Regions from separate parts of the Mus musculus genome. Here all the other regions are linked to region 1. The links are chromatin contacts, called in public HiChIP or PLAC-seq and promoter capture Hi-C maps. All regions are on one chromosome and are shown on one strand. The core of a region is the stretch at or near the end of the contact, and the rest is flanking DNA. Distances in the headings are between cores, read along the strand shown. Region 1 overlaps Ankrd11 (ankyrin repeat domain 11). Region 2 overlaps Spg7 (SPG7, paraplegin matrix AAA peptidase subunit). Region 3 overlaps Sult5a1 (sulfotransferase family 5A, member 1).

What was found. HiChIP or PLAC-seq counts read pairs in DNA pulled down with a chosen protein or histone mark. Capture Hi-C pulls out chosen DNA fragments and counts their contacts.
Region 2: an H3K27ac HiChIP or PLAC-seq map of stem cell-derived neural progenitor cells shows a contact between it and region 1, with 6 times the contacts expected there. The contact joins two enhancer-like sites. A contact is called at or near these places in 70 of 484 Hi-C or Micro-C datasets (3T3-L1-derived adipocytes, the AML12 cell line, the AtT-20 cell line and 38 more), 15 of 115 datasets of contacts at active chromatin or transcription factors (CD4 single positive thymocytes, the HPC-7 cell line, the NIH/3T3 cell line and 9 more) and 4 of 9 other capture datasets (adipose tissue, bone marrow-derived macrophages, liver and 1 more).
Region 3: a contact with region 1 is called in a promoter capture Hi-C map of adipose tissue. The contact joins two enhancer-like sites. A contact is called at or near these places in 1 of 39 promoter capture datasets (hematopoietic stem and progenitor cells), 3 of 484 Hi-C or Micro-C datasets (the N1E-115 cell line, cerebellum and muscle stem cells), 1 of 115 datasets of contacts at active chromatin or transcription factors (large pre-B cells) and 3 of 9 other capture datasets (adipose tissue, liver and pancreatic islet).

What each region holds. Positions count from the first base shown.
Region 1 is chr8:122,904,929-122,908,411 of GRCm38.p6, reverse strand. All of the region lies in intron 4 of Ankrd11 (ankyrin repeat domain 11), which reads left to right. Gm39273 (a long non-coding RNA gene) reads right to left here. Exons shown (of 4, transcript XR_003947488.1): 2 at 2,450-3,483; 3 at 1-2,331. Among named protein-coding and RNA genes, the nearest start is that of Gm39272, 27 kb to the left of the region's middle. Within about 2 kb of position 1,866, at least 211 of the 459 cell types and tissues checked have an H3K27ac peak or open chromatin away from gene starts, as enhancers often do. A contact at or near this core is called in adipose tissue, cerebellum, muscle stem cells and 4 more, where this site is marked.
Region 2 is chr8:123,082,027-123,085,275 of GRCm38.p6, reverse strand. The region is part of intron 9 of Spg7 (SPG7, paraplegin matrix AAA peptidase subunit); the gene reads right to left. Among named protein-coding and RNA genes, the nearest start is that of Spg7, 18 kb to the right of the region's middle. Within about 2 kb of position 1,470, at least 33 of the 459 cell types and tissues checked have an H3K27ac peak or open chromatin away from gene starts, as enhancers often do. A contact at or near this core is called in neural progenitor cells, neural stem cells, stem cell-derived neural progenitor cells and 1 more, where this site is marked.
Region 3 is chr8:123,140,627-123,143,873 of GRCm38.p6, reverse strand. Sult5a1 (sulfotransferase family 5A, member 1) reads left to right here. Exons shown (of 7, transcript NM_020564.3): 7 at 728-1,027. The coding sequence ends at 843. Among named protein-coding and RNA genes, the nearest start is that of Mir7080, 12 kb to the right of the region's middle. Within about 2 kb of position 1,698, at least 87 of the 459 cell types and tissues checked have an H3K27ac peak or open chromatin away from gene starts, as enhancers often do. A contact at or near this core is called in adipose tissue, cerebellum and muscle stem cells, where this site is marked.

The sequences.
Region 1 (3,483 bases), core at 617-3,116:
TTAGCACCTTTCATTGTGTACGTTCCCAGTCGGATTCTGTCTTGCTCAAGGAGAACCCTGGGGTCTGCTACTGGCTTGCATATCCTTCTGAATTTGATGATGCAGGCAGGACTCCACTCTACTGGTCTTTTCTCCTCCCCCCTTTTTTAAGGCCTCTGGGGCAGTAGAACACAAATGGCAGAGGAAGCCTGGGGTGAAGCATTGGGTTTCATGTCTGTCATCTCCTAGCACTGAGGACGTTGAGATGAGGCTGCTGATGTCTCGGGGTGGGAGGTTTATAAAGGCTTGCATGGATGTCGCACCCTCTGTCACAGATACTTGTAAGGAAAAGCAGAAGTATGTGGGTACTTATGGTAGACATGTGGATAGCAGGCTTCCCTACACCTCTGTTCTGCCGTAGTGCTGGAGTGGAGGGATGACAGCCCCGTGAGCTCATCAGGACATAACCAGAAGACCACATCAAACCTGAATGTCTGTGTGTGTCTGTGCGCGCGCGTGTGTTTTAACATTGTTTGTAGGGATTCATAAGGCAAGTGGCGGTCCTTGCATTGCTCAGGAGAGTGCTCTGACTCCTGTTGTGGTTGTGGAGGGAAGTCTGTCCATCTGTGGAGGCCTCTGTGAGGCTCTGCACCACTGCACTCTAGATTGTCCTTCAGCCTTCGCTGTTGGTGTGCTGTCAAACTGTTCATGTTCACACCTGACCTGAGGCAGGCACAGGCTCAGCTTTGGCAGGTAGCGTTTTCAGGAAGACTGAACTGTAGACCTAGCTAGAGATGGGTGACTGGCCAGCGCTGTGTCTACTGTCCTATCCGTGGCTGACTTCTTTATAACGTTTGTGAGTCGGGTCTCGCAGCTCCAGTGAAGACTGGATCCACTCCTTTCCTACTCCTTCCTTCGTTGGAAATGGAACCCGAAGCCTATGTGCAAACTCGCTACTGTTGGTGTTGTTTAAGACGTCCAGCCTTAGGCATCTCTATACTTGGAGATGGGGTTTGTCAGTTTTCTCAGGCTGGTTTCCACCTCTGGATCCTTTTGCATTCATCTCCTAAGTACTGGAAGTATTGGTTTGTCTTCATCCATTGGGTTCTGCGCGCGCTCGCGCACACACAAACACACACACACTTTATAATCTTTCTCTTCTATACATTGGTGAGCTGGATGCCTCAGGAAGTACTGGGTATTATTCTCCTACCCAGAGATGCAGTGCTGGCTTACAAACGGGGTATGATGGAGTGGATGGCATCTTGTCTGCAGGGGCTTCTGCAGTGGCACCCACCACCTCATTCAGGATGGAGAATACTCAGAATGGGTGCGCAAAGAATTGTGGGATTGATATTTTCCCCCTGTGTAATAAAGAGGTTTATTTTGGCTCAGAGTTCTGGAAGCTGGAAAAGTGCTGATATTTTTAACTCGATGAAATAGTGACCAAGATAGGATCTCTCTGGTCATCTTGATAGGGTTGTCAGACCTCCCTGGAGGTGTGTGACTCAGTCATACTAAGGCACCTCCTAGTTTTGAAAGGTTTTTACAGACAAATGCTTGCAGTGCCCTAGGCCAATAGCTTATCCTTTCCTGACCAGTGTTCCTCCAGCGCCCTCTGCTGATAATGTACAGTTTAGCACTCATCCTTGATGACAAATGCGGTCTACCCCAGTAACACAAGGGGTACCCTCCCACCCTCATTCCAGTCAGGGTTCCTAGTAGCAAATAGTGAGCGTCCTTTACTGTGCCCTCAAGTGGCAAGAAGCTGGCTGGCCTTAAATGACCAAACCGTACAAACTTTTCCTGTTTCCCAGACCCTGCTGCCAATGGCCCAGCCCACTGGAGGTGCGGCTTCCCCAGTGCTTAGTCAGGACTGAGGGCATCCTGCCAAGAACAGTACAGTTTTGTCTGTTGTGAGTCAGCCTGATGAAAAAGCTTGCCCTCCCAAGGCTGTCTATCAGTGTTGTGATGCTTATGCCGCAGCTAGATGCTGTAGGTGTTCAGATAGACCTCAAGATGGAACATGCCTGCGATCATGATGCCCAGGAGCTGTGGACAGGAGCATGTCCTGACCCCCTGTGACACTGGCGAGACTGGGACATAACAGACCTGGTTGTCTGAGCCGGTACCCTCATCTCAGACTGTAAGACCATCTCCACTCCCTCAGGGCCTCTTCCAGACCAGGTCTTTGGTGTTGACCACATACATCACCTGGTGAGGAAAGGCTCTTCCTCCCACTCTCGGTCTGGTCTCTGTAGAGTTCCCGAGGCCTGGTGTGACATCACAACCTTTTGATCCTGGAGCATGGGAAGCAAGTAGATTCTATGACCTGCAGGCCACCTAGGGCTACTTTAAAAAAAAAAAAAAAAAAAAAACCTTCGTTATGGAATTACGTGATTTGCTTAAAATTTGGTCTCTGTTGAAAATTTTTCCACTAATTTAAAAATCTATAAATTACCCTACCTACCTTTCTAGGGCTCACACAGAATCCACCTGCCCCATTGCGTATGAAGTCAAAACTGGCTTCCCAGTACAGTGCTTCCTTGGAAGAAGGGAGAGAATTAACTTTTTCCACCGCTGTGCCTTTGAGCCTCTTTTCGGGTCTGTACAGCGTTCGGTCGACTCATGAGTCTTAGACACCCACTGAAGCGTTCATTCCTCGGGGCTTGATCCCTCAGTTCTTCTGTGGGAGAGGAAAAACTGAGGGATTCTCTTGCCATTGGCTATATGGAACTCGGAATGCTTGGTGTAAGAGGCTGTGTGTGTGTACATGTGCACACACGCTAATGAGGCTTTTCTGTCCTCTTGCTCACTAGATGGTGTAACTCTGGGCTGCATATTGGCAGATGCTAGACCATGGCAAGTGAGAAAGCAGAGTGCATCTGTCTGCCAGGTCACTGACTCACAGGCTAGGGCTTGGCAGGGAAAGGGCGTGGCGTGGAGAACCTGCTGATTGCCCTAATAACCACAGTGTGACTGCTTGTGAACAACCAGAGCCAAATAAAATGCTTCATGGACTTGGTGGTTGGTCTGGTATATTTCTCAGCCATTTGCCCTTTCCATTTTTTTCTTCACAGAGAAGACTGTGGACTAGCAAAGAAAGTAATTTCAGTTTCAAATTGTGTATTTTCCATAATTCAGAGGCAGATGGTCTGGTGGGCAAACCAGAACAAAGTAATATATCTACTTGATACGAAGGCTCAGGACTGTTATTTAGCATTTATAGCAATGAGACATCAAAATTAGCCAATGTGAAAGGTGTTTGGGGTTAGAGCACAGCAGAGATCCTTAAGGAAGACAAGAGGAGGAGTGACAGACATGTGAGTATAGGAGCCAGGTAGTGTGCTCCCAGCTCCACACTGAGGGCCGTGAGCCCTTGCCTGTGCTACTTCTGCCTCATCTGTTAGGATCTTAGTATTAGGAGGGGCTTCTGCTCCCAGCTGCTGGTATCCAGGTCTCAGTGCATGCCTGGATTTGTATTTCTGTATTTTTCAATCTTTA
Region 2 (3,249 bases), core at 221-2,720, 180 kb before region 1:
AAACAAGTAAATAAAACTAAACAAGAGATAGACCAGAGCTGGAGAGAGCTCACTTAGGGGGACAAACACCCACACTTGATTTTGCAAGCGTGAGGCCTGAGCTTGAATTCTCAGCACTCCTGCAAGAGGCAGATGCACAGCCCAAGCTCTCTAATCCCAGTGCTCCTGGGAAGGCAGGGAGTGGAGGCAGAAGAATCCCCCAAAGCTCTTAAGCCATCTAGGCCGGCCGGAAGGTTTGTGTGGTGGATGGATGCAGAATAGACCCAAGAGGTGGGTGGTTAGGAAATGCAACAACAGAGACATGGGGAATGAATCCCAGTAGTAAAGAGAAGCTGGTCATACCCTGACAACGTCGACATGGAGGAACAGAACATTTATTAACACATAGCACCAATAAAGAGCCGTCCCCACACAAGAGTGGAGGCTCACTTGGGTGCTCACGTTTAACCTTAGTCTGGGGTGGGGGAATGTCCATTAGCTGTGGCTACATGTGAACATGGCTCTTAGCAAGGCCAGTGTTGCTATCTGTCAGTAAGCTTCAAGTCTGGCATCACCCAGGCCTTGGCCCATAGTGACCCCACTTAAGGGTGCTAGCAGTCTCAGAGGTTAGAGGACTCTTTGCTGGTAGGGTATGACAACAGCTGAGTCCCAGGCTGTGTCTCACAGTTATGAGGAAATGTATCCTGCCAGGGCACAGCTGTGCAAAATATTCTCAGTGCTACCATGAAGATGCTGCCTAGATGCAACAAAAGCCATGATGAGGCTCTCCTTGAATTCACAAAGATCCCTTGAGTGCTGAAATTAAAGACATGCACCACCACGACTGGCTACAAGTGTTCTTAGCTGCTGAGCCATCTCTCCAGCCTTTCTTCCTTTCAATTTTTGATACAACCCAGGATCTCATGCACACAAGGCAAGAACTCTACACTGAGCCAGTCACCAAGTCCTGTTAGGATTTTCTTCATCCCCACCCCCGATCCCACCCCCCACCCTCCATCTTGAAACAGGGTTTCATGATGTAACTCTGGCTAGCCTGGAACTTGCTATGTTGACCAGGCTGGCCGCAAACTCAGCGTTCCACCTGCCTTTGTCTCCCAGGTACTGGGATTAAAGTTGTGTGCCACCATGCCCGGCCCTACTAGGATTTTTGTAATGACTCTCATATGAAATCAACGTTTACACTGTTTGTTTCTAAAACATAAACCTGTGCATATGTGACAACAGACCAGAGCATGTTAAAGCCCTTTCTCCAAGGCACCTGTGGCCAGGTGACCTCGTAGTAAGCAGGGGGGGAAAGAGGTGCTGGCCTGAGGCTCGCTTGTATAAGCTTACAGCCTGTGCTGGGCTGGGACCTCCATGACTAGGCCTCTCAGCCCCTTGGTGAGTTTCCCACGGGCAGCACAACATCCGCTCAGCTCCATCCTCCGCACGCCAAAGAACAGAAACTGTTCTTCCTGCAGAGACGACAAAGACTAGTTTCAGGGCGTCTGAAGGAGCCAGCGTACACAGCTGTGAGCACACAAAGAGACTTGTTAGTGCTGGGCCAATGTGACAAGCAACGGGTTCCTCAGCCAACTCTTGGGGACAAACAGCTATTTTTATAGTAGTTCAGAGAAATCCAGCTCAGAAAACGGCCTGCTTTCTAGCGCACTCAAGACTCTTGAGGAAGGTGGCCCTGCCTCTAACTGTGTATGTAAGGTAACAAACCCGTTGGCAGATTGTCAGTCTACCTGTTGAGTATTAATGCTATGAAATCCATCGAAGCCCTTATTTAAATAAAATATCTCTTTGAGGTTGGGGGGGGGGGCGCGGAAGAGCCACAGGAGAAGGTTCACTGGAGCCTCCTTCACGCCAAGGACACCTGGCCAGTGTCTGAGGGACGAAGGACACATGTTCAGTTTCACTGCACTAATCACAGAGCCGTAGCTGAGACAAGAAAGACCTCCATGCCAGGTCCTTGGGCTGGGTCCTCAGGATCCATGAGTTTCCAGGAGCCCTCTGCTCTTCACAGGGACTCTACCCAGGTCTCCAAGGCATTTACTGCTCTGGAAACTTGACACTGAGCACTTCTGTGGTATGCAAAGCAGCTGTCGGGGTCTCTGTGGCTTGCCCGCCCTGTGGGCTCTGAATCAATATGCTGATAGACAACTGGACAACAAAAGGGATAGAAACTAGGAGGGCTGTGGGACAGCTCGAGCTGCCCTCTTCCTCGTGGCCTCTCAGCCATACACTCCCCTTCCTCATCGCTATCAGACCCATCCCTTGCTTATGGTAAATCTGTAGCAACTTCACAGTTCATGAAATAATGTGCACCAGCCCATCTGATGACACAAGAGCTAGGAGGTGAACTCTTCTGTGCGTTGTGTGAGAGTAGCACACACTTACCCATGTGCATGTGTGCAGTGTGTGCCAATGTACGAAGGCCAAAGAAGGACATCACGTGACCTCCCACTCTCCACCTCTTGTCCACCTCGAATGACGTAGTGTTTTGTATGCAGTGCCTTGAAGGCCACCATGTTAATGCTTCACCTGGCCTTAAGGACGAGTCCCAGGCCTGGGCAGCGCTGGTAAACCCTTTAACTCCAGCATTCAGGAGGCAGAGGCAGGCAAATCCCTGTGAGTTGTAGGCCAGCCTGGTCTGTGTATCAAGTTCTAGGCCAGCTAGGGTTACACAGTGAGGCCTTGTCTCAAAACTAAAAGAAAAACCATAAACTGGGCATGGTAGCTCATGCTTTCAATCCCAGCACTGAGAGGCACAGGCAGGTGGAGCTCTGAGTTCAAGGCCATTCTGGTCTACAGAATAAATCCCAGGACAGCCAGGGCTACACAGAGATACCCTGTCTCAAAAAACAAACAAACAAACAAGCAAACAAACAAACAAGCAAACAAACAAAAACAAAACCATGAGGTTATAATTGACAAATTTATATTTTTAACTACAAAAATGTTCACAATAAATAAAATCAAACACAGAGAGAGGGAAAGAGAGGGAGTGGAGGGAGGAAGGGAGGGAGGGAGAGAGAGAGAGGGAGAAAAAGGGAAAAGGAGAGAGAAGGAAAAGAGGAGAGAGAGAGAGAGAGAGAGAGAGAGAGAGAGAGAGAGAGATGGCTCAGCTGGTAAATGCCCTTAGGCCAAGCCTGATGGTTTGAGTTTGACCCCCAAGACCCATGCACCAAAGGGAGAGACCAAAGGGAGAGACCAGCTCATTAAGAGTTGCCTTCTGACTACACGCCCATCATGGCATCTACT
Region 3 (3,247 bases), core at 449-2,948, 240 kb before region 1:
CATGACCACAGGTACTCAGGCAGATAGAACCTTTCTGCTACCCTTTCTTCAGAACTGCATGGGCGGGGCTGGGCTCAGGCAATGCTTGAACATTGTTGCCTCTAACAATGGAGGTCAGTCTCTTCTGGAAGAGTTGGCAATGATGGAGTTTGGGGCACTTTCGGAGAGGTATTTTTACAAGGTAAAGCATTTAATTGGGGCTGGCTTACAGTTTCAGGATTTATTCAGGCCATCATCATCATGGCGGGAAGCATGGAGGTGTAGAGGCAGACATGGTGCTGGAGGAGCTAAGGGTTCCTGACCTGCAGGAGACGCTGTGCCACACCAGGCATAGCTTGAGCATAGAAGACTTCAAGGCCCACTCCCACAGTGATACATTTCCTCCAGCAAGGCCACACCTCCTCCAAGAAGGCCACACCTCCTAAGAGTGCTATACTCTACGGGCTAAGCATCACACACATGAGTCTATGGGAGCCATTCCTATTCAAACAACCCCAGGCTCTACTCCTACACTCTGCGGGCACCAGTCACTAGATTAGGCCTCTCTCCTCTTAACCTATTTCTAAATTAAGTCATGTTCCCAGGTACCAGATGGGAGGTTCGCATGCCTCCTCCAGGACATAATTCAGAATGTGGTGATGGAGAAGTAGCTGTCAGTCTCTCAGGAGTTAGTGTGGTTTACTGTCTTCTCTCCCTGCCTGACTCGCACCATCTGCCCTTACTCTAGGTGTTGTGGGGAACTGGAGGGAATACTTTACTCCTGAGCTGAATGAGAAGTTCAACGCTGTCTACCAGTCCAAGATGGGTGACTCTGGCCTTTGCCTCCCCTGGACCATGGACTGACCCTTCTGACCTATCTAGCCCATTCACATGGGCCCACCATGCTACAACCCTGGTCTAGCCTGTCCTCCTACTGTGCTATGCTACTGGTCTAGCCTGTCCTCCTCCTGTGCTACGCCCCTGGTCTAGCCTGTCCTCCTACTGTGCTATGTTCCTGGTCTAGCAATAAAAGCTCAGATTCATGTTATACAGACTCTGTCCCAGGCTCAGCCTGGACCTGTGTACTATATATACCCTTTACCTTGGAAGTTAGGGAAAAAAGGGGACACAGATCCTCGGAACCCTCTTTTTTCTCTAGAGCTTGGCCCTTTACTAGGCTGCAGTCCCAAAACTTTCTTTAGAACCTCCAGATGAGACTCCCTAGACCTTATACCCCAGGATCATTCTTCCAGAGGGCAAAGATAAAGAATGTAGAAAAGCGGGAGGAGCCTGTGGGGTTCCCAAGAAGATCAAATCTGGACCAGAGAAGCCAAAGCCAGCATTAGGAACAAACACCAACAAACCCAAGTAATGGGAAAGGTCTCTGCTCACTCATTGGGGCTCCCAGAGTATGTGGGCTGCCTTCCAAGATGGCTACCATCACAGTCACATGTGCACCGCAGCAAGCTTCCGCTCTGAGAAGAAGTGTTGGCAGCACTGGGCATAATGAGGCCCAAGTGGAGGCAGAAAGTCCCTTCTCATCCTCTCGATCCCTGTGCGCTGCCCATCTGCCTGAGTTCCATGGAATACTCTAATGGCAATATGACAAAAATCCGTCCCTGGCTTAAAGCCAAGGAGTGACTTGATCCAAGGAGCTGGCTCCAGAACCGGTTGATTCAGAGCTCCGTCCTGTTTTCATTTATAGCAGCTGTCTGCTCACGCACTGCGATGAGAACAACTCTCTCTAGACCCTTGGGCCTTGGCTCAGCAATTGGAAAGGGCCCCTGTGGAGTTTTGTTTTGTTTTGTTTTTTGGGTTTTTTTTTTTTTGGGGGGGGGGGCAGGACAGGACTGTGTCACACCAGACATAGCCTGAGCATAGAAGTCCACCCACACAGTGACACATCTATCCCTTCAACAAGGCCACACCCACTCCAACCAGGCCAAGAGAATCCATGAGGCCACATGAGAATGCAGACTTTTCGGGGTCTGATTGCAGATCTGGGAGCTCCCCCCACTTTGCCTGTCCCAGTGTGGAACATGAAGGTATCCAGACGCCAGGAACACTCACCCTGAACATTGTGGCACAGGTATCCGCTGCTCAGCCCCAGCCGTGGTCCACATGGAGGGAGTACCGGGTATGAGGCAGGCAGCTAGAGTACTGTGACTGTGAGCTGTCTGTCGCCCTCGGGAATTTTGGTGTCAAAAGCTAAGCCCAGGGGGCTGGAGAGATGGCTCAGCGGTTAAGAGCATTGACTGCTCTTCCAGAGGTCCTGAGTTCAATTCCCAGCAACCACATGGTGGCTCACAACCATGTGTACTAGCATGCATCTGATGCCCTCTTCTGGGGTGTCTGAAGACAGCCACTATATCTATATCTATATCTATATATATATAGATATAGATATAGATATAGATATATACACTATTTAAAAATAAAAAAGCTAAGCCCAGCTTGCCTGCCTCAGACCAGGGGACATCAAGAGAACTGGGAAGGAGTATGCCCTGGAAGAAAAAGGTAGAGCCTGTCCTGCGAGAGGCAGGGAAGCACCAAGCTCTGTTTCGCTGTTTCTTGGGTGAAAATTTAGATGCAGATCTTCGTCAGGCTTAGCAGTCCAACCAAGATGCCAGGATGACTCCACGCCAGTGCCCATGGGTAGGAGGAGCCCAAGGGTGGAGGCATCAAGCACACAGGACTGGGGTTGCCTGCAGAGGGAAGGAAGGTGACTTGCAGCACTGGACACTGAAGCCAGGAATCCACACACACTTAGCAAGGACTCTACAACTTCTGGAAGCCAGCCTAGTCTACATCGTGAGTTCCAGGACAACCAGGGCTATGTAGAGAGACCCTATCTCAGAGAGAGAGAGAGAGGGAGAGAGAGAGAGATACATACGAGTTCTCCAAGGAGTGTCTGTCTGTTGCGGGGTTGCTCTTAGCAGCCCAAGTCCTCGTACTGAAAGGACAATTGAATGGCCACAGCCAGGGACGCTGTCCCCAGACTTCATTATAGATGCCGTTTATAATGGTTGCGAACACAGCAGCAGCATCCTTGACTCTGGACCTTCTATGTGTCCCAGAGTGGGAGTTCCTATGACAACAGGTGACTTTTCCAAAGACCCCATGAGCTGGGAATGTAACCCAGTCGCTGAGATGCTCGCCTGGTGTTCAGGAAGCCCCAAATATGACCTCAAGCATTCATGAAACCTAACACAATGGTTCATGCCTGGAATCCAAACACTGGGGAGGAAGGGATAGGAGGATCAGAAGC